2 separate regions of the Capra hircus genome follow, and region 1 is linked to region 2. Evidence: chromatin contacts called from public Hi-C data. All regions are on one chromosome and are shown on one strand. Each heading gives the region's core, a stretch centred on a gene start, on an enhancer-like site or on the middle of the called end of the contact. The rest is flanking DNA. Distances are from core to core; before and after follow the strand shown.

The links. A called contact is a pair of places that touch in the nucleus more often than the background predicts.
Region 1: a contact with region 2 is called in a Hi-C map of blood, with 5 times the contacts expected there. The contact joins the enhancer-like site here to the promoter of PTK2B in region 2. A contact is called at or near these places in 3 of 5 Hi-C or Micro-C datasets (all in blood).

The regions. Positions count from the first base shown.
Region 1 is chr8:74,312,744-74,319,342 of ARS1.2, forward strand. PTK2B (protein-tyrosine kinase 2-beta) reads left to right here. Exons shown (of 30, transcript XM_005684040.3): 3 at 1,036-1,214; 4 at 1,769-1,856; 5 at 3,446-3,525; 6 at 5,858-5,920; 7 at 6,440-6,494. Among named protein-coding and RNA genes, the nearest start is that of CHRNA2, 49 kb to the right of the region's middle. Within about 2 kb of position 3,583, at least 1 of the 5 cell types and tissues checked has an H3K27ac peak or open chromatin away from gene starts, as enhancers often do.
Region 2 is chr8:74,210,376-74,217,344 of ARS1.2, forward strand. It overlaps PTK2B (protein-tyrosine kinase 2-beta), which reads left to right and starts at 1,699. Exons shown (of 30, transcript XM_005684040.3): 1 at 1,699-1,889.

The DNA.
Region 1 (6,599 bases), core at 2,333-4,832, 100 kb after region 2:
GGTCAAGAAAGCAGGGATAAGGAGGGCACCTAATTTTTTGTCAACACTCTGTTTCTGGTGGCCAGGCTTCTTGTACAGAAATGGTGCCACCTAATCCCTAGTGCGAGTCTGCCCTTCTATCTTACCCTGCCCACATTTCCATGAAGCAGCTTGATCTAGTACTAGTCCTCAGAGTCCAGGGCTCAGAGTCCATATTCCAGCTTAATGCCATGAGCTGTGTGATCTCCATTAAAGTGAAGTGAAGTGAAAGTCGCCCAGTTGTGTCTGACTCTTTGCAACCCCATGGACTATATAGTACATGGAATTCTCCAGGCCAGATTATTAGAGTGGGTAGCCTTTCCCTTCTCTGGGGGATCTTCCCAACCCAGGGATCAAACCCAGCCCTCCCGCATTGCAGGCAGATTCTTTACCAGCTGAGCCACAAGGGAAGCCCAAGAATACTGGACTGGGTAGCCTATCCCTTCTCCAGCAGATCTTCCCAGGCCAGGCATTGAACTTGGGTCTTCTGCATTGCAGATGGATTCTTTACCAACTGAGCTATCAAGGAAGCCCCTGCGATCTCCATAACTTTCCCCATCAGCCAAATGGGAATGTAACACCTGCTCCCTTGTGTTGCACAGATTCAGTGAAATAATGTATGCACAGTTCCCAGAAATGCCTGCTGCAGATGCTTATTAATGCTGGCTGAATTGGAAGCCATTCAGAGGGCGCTTCTTACCTGGTCAGCTATGGGTTGGTTGGGTTGGAATGAAATGCGTAAGCATGGAATCCATGCTCTTTGCCTCACTGCATTTTCTCCTTTGCTTCTCCTCTCAGTTCCTCCATCTCTGTCTGACTTTGCAAACTTGCTCATTCATCACATAGAGCCTACTGCATACCAAGCCTTACACTAGGTGCTAGTGAATCAGAGCATAAAATAAAACTTTTAAGTCAGAATCCCACCCTAGAGAATCACACTTCCAGGGGCTCTGTGAGGACTGTGGGAGCCCAGAAGGGCATACCCCTGAGTCAAGCCTCCTCTTTTCTCCTCTGTAGGAAGTCATCGCCTCCATCCTGCTGAGCGGGCGGATCGGGCCCAACATCCAGCTGGCTGACTGCTATGGGCTGAGGCTGAAGCACATGAAGTCAGACGAGATCCACTGGCTACATCCGCTGATGACAGTGGGGGAGGTGCAGGACAAGTATGAGTGTCTGCATGTGGAAGCCGAGTGGAGGTAAGAGAGGAGCCACAGGTTCTGGAATGGGGGTGGGGGGAAACGAGGAGTGGGGAGACCCTGGGACGCCTTTCCTCAGAGCACTTACCAGCGTCTGAGAATATTATAGAAAATCTGAGTGGCATATTAGGTTGGCCCTTCTGCAGCATCCAATCGTGTGTTTGCTAAGACCTAATAAGGGCTCATCACACATCCGCATTCCAAGATGGATATCTAGGTGCATCCCTGGACTGGATGCTCTTGGCGCTATGGAGGAGGAGGAGCAGAAGTGCAAGGAGGAGGGGGAGCCAAGCCAAGGGCTGGGGAGTAAACCTAAGGAGAACAGCTACCATCATGGGGAGGAGACAGAGAGTCAGAACCAGCACTGACCACTGTGGCTGGCAACCCGCACCCCCCCACCCCCCGCCCCGCCCGTCCTCTGCGGTCCTCCACCCACCCGTGGAAAAGAAGGAAAGAAGGAGCAAGTCCTGAATGGGTAGCCAGGAGCTCCGTGGCAGCCCCTGGTAGGACCAGCTTCCCTCTGTCAACCAGAGAATTTGAACTTCCTGTCCCAGGTATGACCTTCAAGTCCGCTACCTGCCAGAGGACTTCATGGAGAGCCTGAAAGAGGACAAGACCACGCTGCTTTATTTTTACCAACAGGTAAAAGTATTTTATCTTCCAGTCCCCTAGGTCCTATGACCATCCTCTCCTGGGGAGATGGAAAGACAAGGCTTGCATTTTGAAGGTCTCATTCCAGGAAAGTTCTCTCAGGGACATTCCTTGGTCCCTGGTCAGCTATCCAAACCTGCTTCCTTCACACCTGAGGGCTGAATGACCCCTCCCCATAGGCACAGGCCCTCTTGGATTTTCCTAGTGGCTATTTTCTACCCAGACGACCTGGCTGGGGAAGCAGGCAGAGCAAGTCCAAAGAGAAGGGAAGCAATCATAGCATACAGGCTCAGCTGTCTGACACACCTGGTTTCTAGCCCAGTTTTGCCACTTCTCAACCTGAAACCCCTCGGGACCTAATTTACCTGCATGAGGTTGTTTCCTCTTCTATAAAAAGGGGATGATAAGAAGAATACATACATTACTGGGCTGCCATGAAGACCTAACTATATAGTACTAGCAGTATTCTTGTAAACCAACTCTCTGATTTGTAGTACTTGCCAATTTCCATGGTGTAAATAACCCCTGGTAGCTCAGGCAGTAAAGAATCCACCTGCAGTGCAGGAGACCTGGGTCCAGAAGCTCCCCTGTAAAAGGAAATGGCACCCCACTCCAGTATTCTTAGTTGGGAAATCCCATGGACAGAGGAACCTGATGGGCTACAGTCTGTGGGGTCACAAGAGTCAAACACAACTTAGCAACTAAACTAAATCAAATACTCCCATCTTGGCCTATTTCAAAAGATTAATATATCAAGCAGCTCACAAGATTTTGGAAAACTTAATAACTGACTTCCATGAGCTGTTTGGAGCTCACCGCACTCCTGGCTGTAGTGCCCCTGAGGTGCCCAGCACAAGACATGGCTGCAAATAAGCACTACGTGCACGAGAGCCGCCACAGCCGTTTTGTGTCTGGCCTTTGCCCCAGCCTACGTCTCCCTCCCGGTCCTCTAGAGACCGAGCCAGACTTTTCTCATATCTTGAGTGACATCCGTCTCTACTTACCAACAAGGCTTTGGGTAAATTACTGTGTGCGTGTGTGCTCAGCCGCTCAGTCACGTCCGACTCTTTGCAAACCCAAGGACTGTAGTCCGCCAGGCCCCTCTTGCCTCTCCAGGCTAGAATCCTGGAGTGGGTTGCCATGCCCTCCTCCAGAGGATCTTCCCAACCCAGGGGTCAAACCCTCATCTGTGTCTCCTGCACTGCAGGAGGATTCTTTACCGCTGAACCATCGGGAAGCCAGAATAAATGACTAACTCCTCCCCCCATTCCCAGTTTCTTTATCTCCGAAGTGAGGGGTGGGAGAGGGGAACCTGAAGTTCCTGCCTTGTGGACGCTTAAAAAAATGTGCTTTGAAAGTACTTCAAAAACTCAATCACGCCTGTAGGGGCACAATCAACACTACCCAGGGCACCTCCCCCTCCTGCTATGTGGTTGTGCATTTGTGGGGGGAGGGATGAGAGACCACTCAGGGCAGCAGGATGGTGTTCAAAGCCCCCTCCACCTCCTGGGGCCTCTGCTCATCTCAGGGAAATGGGGAGCGAGGGCGGGAGTCTGAACCGTGGCCTTTCTCCCTGCCAGCTCCGGAACGACTACATGCAGCGCTATGCCAGCAAGGTCAGCGAGGGGATGGCCCTGCAGCTGGGCTGTCTGGAGCTCAGGTAGGTGGCCTCCGGGCCACTCCAGGGAGGTTGCCTGCTCCTTCCCTCCTCCACTGGGCTCTCGGCCAGCTTGGACTCTCCTCCAAGGCAGGAATGTGAGAGCCGGAAGGGGACAAGTGGTGGCTGACAGATGGTAAGGCCCCGAGGTGCTCACCGTCTGGCCCTGGGAAGAGAGGCGCCAGCCCTCTCTCTGGTCGATGTCCCCTGTCTGCCTTTCGCTGCCACTGTTCTTGCCTCCCAGGCTCTGGCTTCTTCCTTCCACCTGCCATCCAGGTGATCCAGTAAACGTTCCTTTGAATACTAGGCAAGCTTCTGGGAGATACTAGAATGCTGGGATTCCATCTGTGTTGCTCACTGCTGTATCCCCTGCTCCAATAGGTGCTAATAGATGTGTACAGAGTTAGTAAATCATCCAGCTCAGACACTCAGTCATTTCTGACTCTGTGACCCCACAGACTGTAGCCCACCAGGCTCCACTGTCTGTAGGATTCTCCAGGCAAGAATACTGGAGTGGGTTGCCATTTCCTCCTCCAGGAGATCTTCCCAACACGGGGATCGAACCTGCATCTCCTGCACTGCAGACTAATTCTTTACCACTGAGCCACCAAGGAAGTCCCCAAAGTTGTTTGCTTTCCCTCAACATTCTTAGAAAACCTTGGAGCACGCCTGTGAAGCACACCTTGATAACAGGCAGTGTGACCCTGGGCTCTTCCTACAGTGCCCACTCAAGGGTCTGTCCGTCTCGAAGTCTCCCATTGCCCAGGTCCACCCCACCTACCCCTCCCTGCACGGATTGGCCATAAGGCCGTATGTATCCACCACTCTGTCAGATGCCGAGTGGCTCACATGCACTAGTCTGAAATCCATCAAATCCTTGAACTCAGGGTTGGTGCCACCTTCTCCTGGCTCACAGTGAGGGCACAGTATGAGTTTGTATGGCTGGGTAACCATGAAAGGTCTGAAGACCTCTTTGCTGGTGGACACGTGCTGACATTTATTTTGTAGAGTTACTTAACTGCATGAAGCATGCCAATATGGTCAGTTACCTGGAAGTACATTTGCAGCTCACCCAACCCAGGGGGCGTTGCAGATGGCCATGATGCCTTGTACAATGTGGAGTATTTGGAACACGTAGGGAAGGAGAAAAGGTGACTAAAATCATTTGAAAATCCATTAACCAGAGATAACCTCCATTAGCAGAGTTGCTCCAAGTCAGGCTTTTTCCAATGTATTTTTTTTCCTCTAAAATCGGGACCATAATTATTATTACTTATCTTGATTGACAATATGTTCAAAAATACCATTGAATAAAAACTGTTAAGGACATAGCACTACATGTTTTAAGTTTTTATGTAGATCTCTTCTATGATTTCATGCTTTAGATATTCTTCTCAGTTACATGATTTGAGACTATTTCTCTAGCTTTTCTTCTAGTTTTAAAATAATTTCATTATTAACATTTTCCCTTTAATCTATCTAGAATAAATATTTAGAATAAAGTGTGAGATGAAGGCCTAACCATACTCTTTTCTAAACACTGTAAATTTTGTAAATTTATTGTTTATGAATCATAAGTTACTTGCCCTTCTCTGCTTATGGTATCAAAAGCATAAAACTATTCCCAGATGGGCACAAGGACACATGAGTTAAAGTAACACTGAGTTACTAATGTATGATCAGGAGTGGGACAATGTCTGCAACAGTTGAAGAAATTACTAGACACACTGATCCAAACAGGGAAGGGAAGATAAGACAAATAGTATTGGCTATTTGGTCTCCACGTAAATAATTATTATAAATAAGTAATACCTAAAAATCTCTATGAAGACATATATTTTAAGGGAAAATCATACTTAAAGAATATGTATAAAAAGTTAACAGATGTCACCCAAAATTTTTATGTGTACTATATTTTATAATTATTTGCATGCATACACATAGGTTTTCAGAGGTAGAAAATGAGGGGAAAGGAAGTCACAAAGGGAACACAGAACCTAAAAGGTGGATGTCAGTGTTTCTCAGCTATAAGTCGAGTGTTGGCTGCTTTGGGTCATTTATTTTTAGAGACCACTGGTAGAACCCCTGTCCTCCTCCTCTGCCCACCAACTGCATAAGCCAGAGGTGGACACCCTGGAGTACAACTGGAGTCTTTCCTAGGGAGGAAATTTGTGGGTTTTCTAAAATTCACAGTTTTCTAAATACTGAATTTTTCACCTCTCCTTCCTTTCTCCCTCCTAGTGGTTCCCACATCCGGCAGGGGAGGGTGCTTCTGGGCCAACATGTGGGCATTGGGTGGCCCAGCTCTGATGGCCTATGGCTTCTCTCTCTGCAGGCGGTTCTTCAAGGACATGCCCCACAATGCACTTGACAAAAAGTCCAACTTCGAGCTCCTGGAGTAAGTCCTGGGACTGGCCCCAGCCTCTCTTCCCTTCCCCTCTCCTGCTTGGCTCTTCTTGCTCACCTCCTATACACCTCCATCCCCAGACCAGAGCCAGGCAAGACCCATCTCCCTGGTGTGCTCACCTTTCCCTGATTGGCCCGAAGTCCTGAGCTGGGGATATAGAAACTATTAATCACTCAGTCTTGTCCAATTCTTTGCAACCCCATGGATGGTAGCCCACCAGGCTCCTCTGTCCATGGAATTCTCCAGGCAAGAATACTGGAGTGGGTTGCTGCTGCTGCTAAGTTGCTTCAGTCGTGTCTGACTCTGTGCGACCCCATAGACGGCAGCCCACCAGGCTCCACCATCCCTGGGATTCTCCAGACAAGAACACTGGAGTGGGTTGCCATTTCCTTCTCCAGAGGATCTTCCTGACCCAGGGATCGAACCTGAGTCTCACGCAATGCAGGCAGTTCTTTACCATTTGAGCCACCAAAGTGAACTCAAATGCTGCTTTTTCCCCCTTACTTTCAGGAAAGAAGTGGGCCTGGACCTGTTTTTCCCAAGGCAAATGCAGGAGAACTTAAAGGTGAGGAAACCAGTAGATGAAGAGCCCAGAAAGACTCCCTTCGTGCCTCCCTTATGTCACCCAAGGAATAGATCTATAAGGGATGGAGCTGGGGACCCTTGGGCA
Region 2 (6,969 bases), core at 449-2,948:
GAGGCAGCATACACAAATTCACCTTTTATTAAACCAGTCTGGAGTAGCTTTGCTCTTGAGTACCCACTGTCAAGACCAGGCACCAGACTCTCCACAGTTCACACAGGTTCTCATGCCTTCACACCACTGGACCTTCATCACCTCATTCCCATGCCAGGAAGACAATCAGGTCACCTGCTTTCTGATGCCCTCTGACAAGTTCCTCATAGGGTGGTCAGTTAGCGCCTCATCTTCCCCCATAAGTCTCCTTCTAACTCTAGTTTACCCTATCTGACTCGCCTTGTCACCCAAGCCCTGCCCAAAGTATCCCTGGATACCTACTTGTGTGTCTTCTCACTGCTTTGTAGACCCCGGCAACACTTGGTGCTGAGAACACGGCTGATCAGTGTATGGGATTAACAAGGCTGTCAGTTCCAACAGATGGGTTGTAAGTTACCCTGCATGAGTGGGTGGGTCCCAGGCTCAGAGATTCTGATTTTCAGTAGCCCCAGAGTCACATCCAGGTATCTGCATTTTAAGAGCTACAGACAGTCCACTGATCATAATTGCAGGAAACTGACTTTCTGATTTTGCAGCCTTGGACATTTTAATCTAAATCTGTTTTCTTTTCAGAAAATGGGAAGAATGAAAGGAAATGTTAACATAGATAAAATGTAAATGGAGTGTTCCTTGGCACAGTGGTTGGCATTTAGACATACTAACCGAATGCTGGCTCTTCTCTGGGGTGGCCCGTCCTCTGAGTTTGGAAGTGGTGGGGGAAGGAAGACTGGGGCTGGTTGTAGAGTACACTGGGCTGTCACAGGCAGCTGCACAACACCAGGGGGTGCCATGCTGAGAGACGCCTTTGTGAAGAGCATCCTCTAACAGTGTGGGAGATCCCAGTTCTTCTCAGGCTACAGAATGAAGAAGTTTGGGGTGGGGCTCTGGAGAGGAACTTTGCGAAGGTGAGGAATGCTGAGTGACACGCCAGCTTTTTGACTTTATGCTCAGTCCTGTTCACCTGCTCCTACTCAAGAAAAAGTCTAGAATCTTTCTAGTGACAGAGAAAGGGGTTACTAAGTGCCCTTGAGTCACTGCCTCGACTCTTGCTGCCCTGCTGGCCAGAGTGAAGAGGTAATCAAGCTCTTGGTTAACAAACCAAGTGGACTGATGTGGCGAGGGGACGAGAAAAGGCTGCCCAGCATCTTTGACTATTGTGCCTCTGGTCCTGGCTGTTGTAGTGCAGGGACCTGGTCTATGGCATTCAGACCCCTGGACCAGTTCTGCCAAAGCCCCTGGTGACAGTCACCTGATCTCTGGTGCCCCCACCCCATCCTCCCAAAGCAGCGCTTTAGGCCTTGAAGAGACCCGGAGGGACACCGATGCTGGGAGTGTGGCAGGCTGCTGACAGTCTCTAGCTCTGCAGCAGACCTGGGAGCTAAGAGGAAAGCTTCCCAGTGGAGAGGAAGGGAGAGCGAGGAGGGGTGGAGTTGGGGGTGCTCAACTGCTCACAAGGTGGAAGCGGTGGTGACAAAGACTATCAGGAGACCCCACGTGGGGTTGGGGGTGGCAGAGATGGCCCCCTCCCAGGTGGGCACGTGCAGCTCCGGGAATTGGCAGCGGCGTCTATTTCAGAGTTTATGGTAAGAGGCTGGAGCCACACACGCTCGGCACCGCAGACAACACACCCCACCCTTTAAGGAAGTGGGGAGGAGAGCGGCAGGGGTGTGGTTAAGCCGGAGGAGGAGAAGGGGAAAACACAAACCTGTCAGCGCTCTTACTCAGCGGAGGCCTCCCGAGCCGCCGCGAGCCCCTTCGGAAGCGCCCCTTACCTGCCTAGCCCCCGCCGCACCTGGCCGAGCAGAGAAGAAGCCGCAGCCGCCGCCACTGGAGCCGGCGCTTCGCCCCGAGTGAGTCCCCTCCCGCGATCGATCGGCGCCGAGCGCCCAGCCAGAAGTTGGAGGCTGGACGAGGGAGGGGTGGGGGGCGACTCCCGGACCGCGGATCCAGAAGTGGGCGCCTCTGGGCTGGCTAGCCCTCGGCCAAGGGGAGAAGGAGTCTATTTGGGGAGTTAATTTGAAACTCAAGGGTGTTTTCTTTCCCCTCTTAGTTCTCTTATCGGGTTCAGACAGGGAAGGCCGGGATTATGAGAGGACTCAGAAGGGCCCCCTGCCTGCAAAGGTCAGATCAGAGAGCTTTCAGAATCCACCTTCCACTCCTGCCTTAGAGCCTTTGCCGGCGCCCCGCGCTGCACCCCCACCCCCCGCCCCTGCCTCTGAAGACAGCGCTCCCACCCCGGTCACGGGCCCATGAACACCCCGGGGCTCCCCGCTTTGGATTCTTGTTCCCCCACCTGACCACCTCACGAGGCATCTTCTGTATGTTGCACCCCCGACTGGAAGCGAGCAGGGCTCTGCAAGGGCGTAGAGGCAGGACTACTGTGTGTGTGTGTGTGTGTGTGTGTGTGTGTGTGTGTGTGTGTGTGAGTGAGTGAGTACCTGTGTGTCCTGGGGAACTAAAGTTAAGACCTGCTGCCGCCCTGGGTCTCTGTGAAACTACTTGGGAATGCCCCTAAAGAGTTAAGCTCCCTGCCTCCTCCTGGCAGGCGGTGCGTGGGCAAAGCCTGGGGTGGGTGAGCAGGCAGCATATGGGTGCTGTTCTGAGCCCAGCAAGAACCCCACCAACTGCCCTAACCCTCAGCCATCTGACACTCTCTACTCCCTGCACCCCAAACTTGGTGCTCAATCCAGTTAGACTCCTCCAAGGGTCAGGAAAGGAAGGAACAGAATTTGGGACGCAGGGGACACTCACCAGGGGCACTCAGAAGCCAGAGCAGAGCTTCCCCTGACCTGTAGCTGGACATGAGCCCTCGGGGGCAGTTGGTGCCAAAGATGAGGGAAGGGGCAGGAGGAGGCCCCTCCCTCGAGGGCAAGGAATGCAGTTGTGGACCTAACCCCAGATTTCACAACTCCTCTGGGGGCGGGTGAGAGGAGGCAGAGATGAAAAAGTGAGTGAAGATGGACGGAGGGAGGGAAGTAGACTCACCAAGAGACAAGCTCTGGCAGGACACTGGGCTCTCATTCCTTCATTCTGTACACATTGGCTGACTTCCTACCCCAGGCCAGGTGCTAGCACTGGGCATGAGGGACCCCAGTGTGCACCATCTGCACCCCCCCAACCCCCGCAACCCACCAGCAGTGCTGTGGGGAGGAAAGCAGCAGGTGGTGACCGCTCAGTGCTGGGGACTGTGGGAGGAACTGGTCAGGGTGTCCAGGAAGGCTTACTGGCAGAAGTGGCTCTAAGTGGAGACCTGAAGGATCAGTAGAATTAGTCTGGGAGGGAAAGAGGGGGATGAACAGCGCAGGGCACAGCAAGTGCTGAGACTGGAGGCCAGAAACAGCATGACGCACCCAGGAAACTGAAAGTAGCTCGGGGTGTTCAGTGCGTGGAGAGTGCAGGGGCGAAGTGACGCTGCAGAAGTGGGGAGAGAAGCTCCAGGAGGGTCTGCTTGGACTGCCATGGCAACTCCTGTCACTCAGGCCCTAGAGCCAGCAGCCTCTGACTTGACTCAAGGGCGGGGCTTCCAGATTTAGCAAATGAAAACACAGAACACTTGGATTTGAATCTCAGATAAGCCACGGTGTATTTGTCAAGTACAAGTATGTCCTGTGCACTCTTTGGGACATACTTGTACTAAACCATTATTCACTGTTGATCTGAAATTCAGGTGTGACAGGACGTCTTGTATTTTATCTGGCACCTGTCTTTCAGTACAGTGGTCCCCAATCTTTTTGGTACCAGGGACCCATTTCATGGAAGACAGTCTTTCCACGGACTGGAAGGTGGGGAGGGATGGTTTCAGGATGATTCATGCTCATTTGTTGTTCATTTTATTTCTATGACTTTTACATCTGTTCCACCTTGGATCCCCGGGCATTAGATCCCAGAGGCTGGGGACCACTGGTGTGGGAGAAAGCTGAGGATGCTACTGTGCTTGGAAGTGAGGGGTGGGTAGTGTGCAGGCACCAAGGGAACAGTCTCAGGACATATCATCTTGTAGCCAGTCCTCCTAGATTCCACTTTGGGGCTTGTCCACTAATTGACCATGTTGTCTCTTAAAAACAAAACCAAACAAAAACAATTCCTTAGTCTTTGGAGCTGAATGGACCTGGTCAAATGCCAGCTTGGCCACCTGCCTGCTGTGAGACCCCCATAAACCACTTAGCTCTTCAGAGCCCCAGAACCTCTTCTCAGAAATGAGGACGAGAGTACCTGTTTGTCCAGGTTGTAGGCTGGCTCCCTGGTCATGTATGTAAATTACCCAGGGAATGCTGAAGAAAAAGTGGTAGATATTAATCTTTGTAACACTTTCCCGGAGGTGACCAAAGTAGCATCCTCAAAGGACTTGGGGCTCATTTATTTCTGTTTTTATTTATTGAGTGCTCAGAGGTACCATAGAGAAGGCAATGGCAACCCACTCCAGTGTCCTTGCCTGGAGAATCCCAGGGACGGGGGAGCCTGGCGGGCTGCCGTCTATGGGGTCGCACAGGGTCGGACACGACTGAGCAGCAGCAGCAGCAAAGGTACCAACGTCTTCCCAGGTGGCACAGTGGTAAAGAAGCCGTCTGCCAATGCAGGAGATGTGGGTTCGATCCCTGGATCGGGAAGTTGCCCTGGAATAGGAAATGGCAACCCACTCCGGTATTCTTGCCTGGGAAATCCCATGGACAGAGCCCAGTGGGCTACAGGCCATGGGGTCATGTGGAGTCGAACACTACTGAGTGACTGAGCACAGAGGTCCCAGGGGAAATATGCGGTGGGGATCCCGCTCCCAGGGAGAGAGTGGGTTAGCTCCTGAGAGGGAGAGCCTGGCTCATTTTTCAGCTTTGCCTTTGACCTGCTGCCTAGATGCCCTGCTTCAAGGGAAGAGATAACCGGCTCTTCTATTGGAGGATACTGGGAGTGGAGAGGGGGCGAGGGGAGGGGAATGATTCAAAGAATTAACTGAAAGGAAATGTGAGTGAAGTAACAGGGAGAATCCAGGTAAACAGCTAGCACAGTGGCTGACAGAGACAAACGTGCCATAAAATTTGGCTGTCAATATTTGCATTTTTATATTTTGAAAGATTTATTTATTTGACTGTACTGGGTCTGCATCGCTGCGCTGGACTTTCTCCAGCTGCCTCCAGCTGGGGCTATTCTTTGCTGCAGTGTTCAGGCTTAAACTCTAGGTGCATGGGCTTCAGTGGTTGTGGTGCATGGGCTTAGTTGCCCTGCTGCCTGTGGGATCTTCCCAGACTGGGGGTTGAACCTGTGTCCCCTTCACTGGCAGTCAACCCCTAGACCACCAGGGAAGCCCAACACACCCATTTTTATTCTGAGTAACTTATTAGGAAAATAGAGCTCAGGGGTAGAAGAAGTAAGGATGCCTTTTTTTACTTTTATGGGGGTGTTTGTAAGAGCAAATTAACTGGCATCCTGAAAGGGAACATGGAAGGAGCTAAGAATCTGTTAAGAGAAAGAGGAAATGGAAAGTGTGTTTCCTTATGAGAATCGCTGGATTAAAAATGGCCCTTTTTTCCAGTGGCTGAATCTTCCCATCCTCCTGCCCAGTGATAAGCATTTTGTCCCAGCTCTTAGAGCAGCATTTGCCAAACAGTATTCAGAGGAACTCTGTGCCATGAGATGGTTACAGGTGTTCCACTGGTGACACGTTCCAAGGAGCCCACTCTCGGATAAATATGCATTTGTCCCGCATGTTTGCATGATCTAGACCATGGTCAATTCCACAGAAAAGTCATCTGTATTGCTGAACTTCCGTGGTAGTGGTGGTTTCGTCATTAAGGCATGTCCAACTCTTTCGACCCCATGGACTGCAGCCTGCCAGGCTCCTCTGTCCATAGGATTCTCCAGGCAGAGAATAGAATGGGTTACCATTTCCTTCTCCAGGGGATCTTCCTGACCCAGGGATCAACCCAGATCTCCTGCATTGCAGACAGATTCTTTACCAACTGAGCTATGAGGGAAGCCCCAGAAGTCCCTAAATTTGACTATAGACCCCTTGTAGTGGGATGTTGTTGTTCAGTAGCTAAGTTATGTCCAACTCTTTGTGACCCCATGGACTGCAGCAGGGCACTCTTCCCTTTCCTTCACCATCTCCCGGAGCTTGCTCAAACTCATGTTCATTGAGTCAATGATGCCATCCAGCTATCTCATCCTCCGTCACCCCCTTCTCCTGCCCTCAATCTTCCCCACCACCAGTGAGTCAGCTCTTCGCATCAGGTGGCCCAAGTATTGGAGCTGCAGCTTCAGCATCACTGCTTCCTATGAATATTCAGGGTTGATTTCCTTTAGGATTGACTGGTTTGATCTCCTTCCAGTCCAAGGGAGCTCTCAAGAGTCTTCTCCAGCACCACAGTTCAAAAGCATCAATTCTTTGACACTCAGCCTCCTTTATGGTCCAACCCTCACATCCGTATGTGTAGTGGGTTAGAGAGGGCACTATTACCTTCTCAAGGGAAACAGCCAACCCACACCTAGTGACTGTTGATGTGAGTGCAGTTCTTGGACCAAGCAGATCTTTCCATGGGCATCATTCATCCCATACCTCTAGCCTGGACTCAGCAGTGTCTAGCTTATGGAAGATCTTCAGGTACTTGGCACCACGTGCCCTGTCCTAGCATCACTCGTGCCTCATGTACACAAACCCCGACACGTGTCAGCCTACAGCCTCCTACGACAGTTCCCACCCATTTCCCATGGTTCAGAGGACCCTGGAAAAGTATGTCTCTCAGCCCATAAGCCCTCTGGGGTGATGGAGGAGTTCCGTGTGTTCAGATACTATTAAGTACAATTGAGGTAGGGGAGGGGAAGGAGTGTATCTTGGGCGAACCCTGCATGGTAGGTCTCCCAACCCCTAGTTTTCTCCCTGCCCAGGATTCCTAGACTCGGGGACCCTGTGGTCCCAGCCTCCCAGGTAAATGGAATAGA